Regions from separate parts of the Mus musculus genome. Here region 2 is linked to region 1. Evidence: chromatin contacts called from public Hi-C data. All regions are on one chromosome and are shown on one strand. Each heading gives the region's core, a stretch centred on a gene start, on an enhancer-like site or on the middle of the called end of the contact. The rest is flanking DNA. Distances are from core to core; before and after follow the strand shown. Region 1 holds the start of Xirp2 (xin actin-binding repeat containing 2). Region 2 overlaps Xirp2 (xin actin-binding repeat containing 2).

The links. A called contact is a pair of places that touch in the nucleus more often than the background predicts.
Region 2: a contact with region 1 is called in a Hi-C map of cerebral cortex, with 3 times the contacts expected there. The contact joins the enhancer-like site here to the promoter of Xirp2 in region 1. A contact is called at or near these places in 5 of 39 promoter capture datasets (the 3T3-L1 cell line, 3T3-L1-derived adipocytes, embryonic stem cells and 2 more), 1 of 484 Hi-C or Micro-C datasets (cerebral cortex), 1 of 115 datasets of contacts at active chromatin or transcription factors (heart atrium) and 3 of 9 other capture datasets (adipose tissue, liver and pancreatic islet).

Annotation. Positions count from the first base shown.
Region 1 is chr2:67,444,671-67,447,370 of GRCm38.p6, reverse strand. It overlaps Xirp2 (xin actin-binding repeat containing 2), which reads right to left and starts at 1,369. Exons shown (of 9, transcript NM_001024618.2): 1 at 1,217-1,369.
Region 2 is chr2:67,486,022-67,488,721 of GRCm38.p6, reverse strand. All of the region lies in intron 3 of Xirp2 (xin actin-binding repeat containing 2), which reads right to left. Among named protein-coding and RNA genes, the nearest start is that of Gm13601, 29 kb to the left of the region's middle. Within about 2 kb of position 1,336, at least 22 of the 459 cell types and tissues checked have an H3K27ac peak or open chromatin away from gene starts, as enhancers often do. A contact at or near this core is called in cerebral cortex, where this site is marked.

The DNA.
Region 1 (2,700 bases), core at 120-2,619:
GTTTGCCACATTGCAGCCATGCGAAGCTCTGAGTGATATTTAAAAACGGATCTAGTTCTTAGCTGATGCGTGGATACCAAGAAGGGAAAATACTCAAATATCAAGCGAAGAAGCAGAGAGATATTTAAACATACAATGCAGAATTTCTGATTTCTGCCCCAACATTTTCCATTCCCTTTTATATTGTCTAAAACTATCAACAGGTATCCTTTCATTAAAAAATAATCCATAACTCTGAATACAGTTGAAGTAAATATTTAACTTGTCTTTTGACACCTTAACACAAAATTTTAAAATGTGTCAAACAACCAACAGCTCCGTCAGTGACCAAATTGAGCTCTGGTAAAAATAAAATATCTTTCAGTTCAACACCAGCTGGCTAAATTTAAACCCAGCATTATGCAACCTTAGAGAGTCCTTGCTTTCCCACCATGTCTTAGGAGAATCTCTTAGACTGTCACTCCCAAATCACTTCAGTCTCTTAGCATCCAAACACAGCACAACAGGACCAAATTAACATGTTCATGGGCAATTGAAGACAGAAAAAAAAAATACATTTGAAAGTGTATATAGGGCATGATACCCTCAAAGCACTATCTCAGTATACTCTGAGTTTGCAGTTACCGTAATTAGGGCTGGCAGATCCAACTGGAAGTGCTTTCCTTAATTCTGAAAAACATGGAAGAACCTGATTCTTTAATCCTTAACTTCAGTAAGACTCCCAGAGGACATAAGCCCGCAGCTAGAGCAAGATCTACAAAAATCAAACTATGACTGAGAAGCAATAACTTTCCTGCATTTCTCAGAGTGTGCTGAAACATTTGAAAACGTTTCAGGCTCCCCTTTTTCCTCATCAAGCTTCATGAAATATCATTCGCATTTCTTAATCTGTATATTTTTCTCTCTGCGCACATGAGAGACAAAGCATTTTTCAGTTTCCCTTCTGGCTGTAAATTGTAGGATAACTTTTAAGTTGTGACTGGTTATTAAGCTCATTATTCTTTAAGATTAAACATTAAAATAATTTATTGGAGAGAGATTAACACATGAGGTTCTAAATTTCATATCCAACAGTGCTAAGCACAATTCTAAGAACAAATCCAACTTGATCAATTTTCTTTTATATAATGACATTTGACTTTCAGTCTTCACTGCTCTTTCAGTAAGAGTCGAACATTTTATAACCTTGGCACACACGGGACTCTATTACACATACCTTTGTACCAGAATTGACCCTAGCTCCGTAGAAATGCTCTATGGATTTGCAACTCTTCACTTGAAAGGCTCCTCCCTGTTTGACACACAGCAAATTTCCCAGTCCCCTGAAAGCAACCAGCAGAGTGGAGACCAGCTCCACCGAAGAGTCTATGAGGCAAGCAGGCAGGGCTGCTGAATTTATTTTAGCCCTGTGTCCAAAGGATGCAACCTAGCACCTATTTTTAGGAACTGAGCTCTGTCTAGGTGGGGCTTGAGTCAACCACTCCTTTCAGAAGTGAGTCTCTGAGGTCATACTGCTTAGTACTCTCCTGAGAAATGTATGCATGGCTCTGACACATGTGCAGTCACTCAAACTCCCTTCCATAGCCACTATCACACCAAAGTCTGAACTTCTCAACATATTCTGAGAAATAAATAATGAATAAAGTGGGGTTATTAAAGGACTTCAATTGCTTGCTTTTAAAAGATACCTTTACTCACTTAAGAGTAAAGGATTTGAAAACAAAGCACACAAAAAGTTGATCTTATTTATTCTGTTTGGGATAGTGATAATTAACTTGAAATCTTCAGAAGGGAACTTTGATTCTTGTTTTCTTTTCTTTTCTATAGGAAGTAGGTGTTTCCTATGTGCAATGGGCTGGATCCTCCTATCTCAGATTCTACAGACTGAAATATTGGAGGATCACCCTGGGATCATCATAGATTTTTTTTTAATTTACAATTTTCATATTCTCGGTGTGTAAAGCAATGTTTGCTTTTCAAGTCTTCCCTCATAAAGCACTCATACTGTAGTGTTTAGTAGGAAAGGGCAAGATAGATCAGGCAGGGAAAGATTCATCTTATGTGCTCTTGAGAGAATTCTATTACATACCATTGCCACTGTACTTTCTCAGTAGACTCTGCTAGCCCAAATGGAGACGGAAGTTAGCTGATATTACCCTTCAGCTTCATAATGCCACATTCTTTAGAATGCGTTAGAATGAAGAATCCTGCTCACCAACCTTTCAACTCTTCTATAACTTCCCAGAGTTGTGCCCTGTGTGTCCTATGCAGCTGGACTCACAAAAAACCAAAACAAACAAAGGAAATTGTCTGCAACTTGAAGAAAGCATCTTACTTTTACACTGCTAATTGCAAAACATAACTGAGCTTACAATTGACCATACTATGATCAATGAATATAAGCATATATGTTTTTTTTTTTCATCTACAGGTTTTTATTAAAAGTAGTGCAACTAGTGATACTGCAGCTTCTTATCTCTACAAAAATCTTTACTCAATGGTCCTGAGTATTCCACAAGATTTTCCAGTGTAAACTATCTCAAGATTTGTTGACCAGTATGTATGGTCATTGCTAGGCATGTGGTCACCAGAAATTTAAATTATTAATATTTAATGAAATTTTAATTTTCAGTTCCACACTTGTACTAACTATATCTCAAGTACCCAGTCTGCAACTGTGACGTGTGTTTCTTCATTGAG
Region 2 (2,700 bases), core at 87-2,586, 41 kb before region 1:
AAGCCAGCGCTAGCCCATTCAGTTGCTTCCACTTAAAAGCCAAACTATTCATGGTGGCATCCTGGCGTCAAGCAAGGCCTGCACAAAGGAGGTTTTATTCTCTCTCCCCTCCTTTGTCTCCGGAGCAGTTTGACTCCTCATCTTTTTCACTTCTTACAGGAGGCTAAGCACTTTTCCTCAGACAAAGACCTGCTTACTACTCTAATTTTTAAAATGTGCACTCAGCAGTGTTTCTGACGATTCCAGAACAACATATGCCCAAAGCACAGAGAGGTATGCTCATTTTAAGCTAATTTCCAATTATTTCTGGAGTTCCCAAGAAACGGTTGTTACCTAGAGCTAAACAAAGAGCTGACAAGAATGTGAAGGTGTAAAAGAAGGCCTCTTTGTGACATTACACTCACATAAAGATTTTAAAAAATATCATATTCTAAGAATGATTATTCGAAGTAAAATGCCTATATGGTATATGACAGTATATGGACTGCTCAGTTAATCCCCTCTCCCACCACAAATATTCTTTCCTTTTCTCTCTCTTTCTCCCCCTTGGCTCTTGTTGCATTCCTATTAAGATGCAACAAGAAAATCCTCACTGTGCCCCAGGACCTTAGCATATCAGCAGCCAGAACTGTGAGCCTCTACGTTTTGGATCCTTATAAATAAAGGAGTTCGTAGTATTACATTAGCAGTGCAATATAGTATAGGATAGGTGGTTGACCCTGAGAAATTATAATACAAGTTGTCTGACTCTAGAGCCAGAGGCCAAATATACTCCAGATTGCCTTATTTTGAGTGTTACTATTTTTAGTTGCAATATTATTTTTAAAAAGTGCATACACATGAACTATGATATAAGACACTCTGTTTCAATAGTGGTCCAGTTCAGGGCAGAGCTAGTAATATCAATTTATGACCTTGGGAAGTGATATTTGTGGCATAAACTAAAGGTAATTTTAAGTATGAGTACCTTGGCAATGTGCACATGCAACTGATAAAAATACATTTAGTTTGCTTGAAAATAATTACAGGTCACCTTTGTAGAACCCAAAACACACAGATATCAGATTGCATCTATCAGAAGCTGACAGAAACATTTTTGTTGTTGTTGTTGTTGTTGTTGTTGTTGTTGTTTTAAGACCTAAAATTGTTCAGGGATCCTTCTAAAACCACACCACGGCAACTTTCAGAGGACTAATGTTTACATTTGCATTTCTGCAATAGCAGATGCGTGTGAAAAGCATGTGCCACCATCCAGTACATCTGAGGTGGCATCAGGGAGAGGAACCCAGATGCTTTCAGCTCATGCTGAGGCTCAGGGCATCAGATCCACAGGGAAACCATTTCCTGGGTGCTCCACCACACTGAGCACTTCCAAAAACATTTGGGGCCCCATCTGTTCCTTCTCCCTTAAGCCACAGAATGGAACGAGAAACTGAAAGAAATAAAAGCAATTTCCAGAAGGAAGAGGCTTCTGGGCTCAACAATTAGAGGGCTCCTCAGCTCTCCACAAAGATGAGGAAAGAGAATGAAGAGGGTATTTAGGGAAAAATATGAAAGCCCAATGTTGAGCTTGAGAAGAGGGCTCAGAGGGCTAGACTATTCCTGGGGTGGGGGTGGGGCGGTCTGAGGATTCTTCTGGAGGGGCCAGGCATATTTTAGAACTAGGTTGCAGTGACATTAAATAACTCCGCAAGTGTATAAAACGGTCACTGAGCTGTACCCATAAAGTGGGTGGGTAGTATGGTATGCAAATTATATGTTAATGAAGCTTCTAAACAAAGAAGAGAAGAACAGGATAAAAGCCCTAAGAGCACCAGAGAGAAGCTGTAGACTGGCATGAACAGGGGAGACGCAACAGTTTCTTTCCCATTTATATGTCCATTCCACCATCTGCTTCACACACATTATGAGGTCCTCATCTGAGGTTGAGGGAGCTGAATTTTCAAGATGTCCTTCCGAAATAGAGTTTGTCATAGTGAACGGATAAAACTTATCCTTTAGGATTAGAGAGATTGCTCAGCTAAGAGCGCTGGCTGCTCCTGCAGATGAGTTGAGTAGTCCCCAGCACTCACAGATCAGGACTCCAGTTATAGGGCATCTGATGCCCTTTTCTGACCTTTGTAGGAACTAGGCACATATGAAGTACATGTACATACATGCAGGCAAAACACTCCTACAAATACATACATCTAAGCCATAAGAAATAAAAGTTAAAAAGTGTTCCTTTGAGTGGTATTTGGCTTTGAGCATGAAGGATCAATTATCTTTTCAAACATAGAATGCTGAAAACTCATTCTTAAAACTGGAAAAAATTTAAAGGGCTGATAGGATAAATCTGACATAAATAAATGGGAGGGGTATTCTGTGTGGCTCATTGTCTCAGAGGAAGAGATACATGCCAATCATTCCTGCTAGAAGCAAAGCAAAATGATTTTTCTTTTTACGTCAAAGTCTCCATGAGTACTGTTAGAAACCAGTAATAACCGGTGGGGGAACCCTATAAAGATCTGTTTGTGTGTGTGTGTGTGTGTGTGTGTGTGTGTGTGTATGTATATGTGCATATAAGCAGTCTCATTGTGCAGTCTGGGCTGGCAACCTGCCAATAGACTAGACTGGCCCCAAACATGATATTTCTGTTCCAACTCCTGAGTGCTGGAATTGCAGGTGTGCTCTGTCTCCCAGCCAGAATGCTATTCTCCC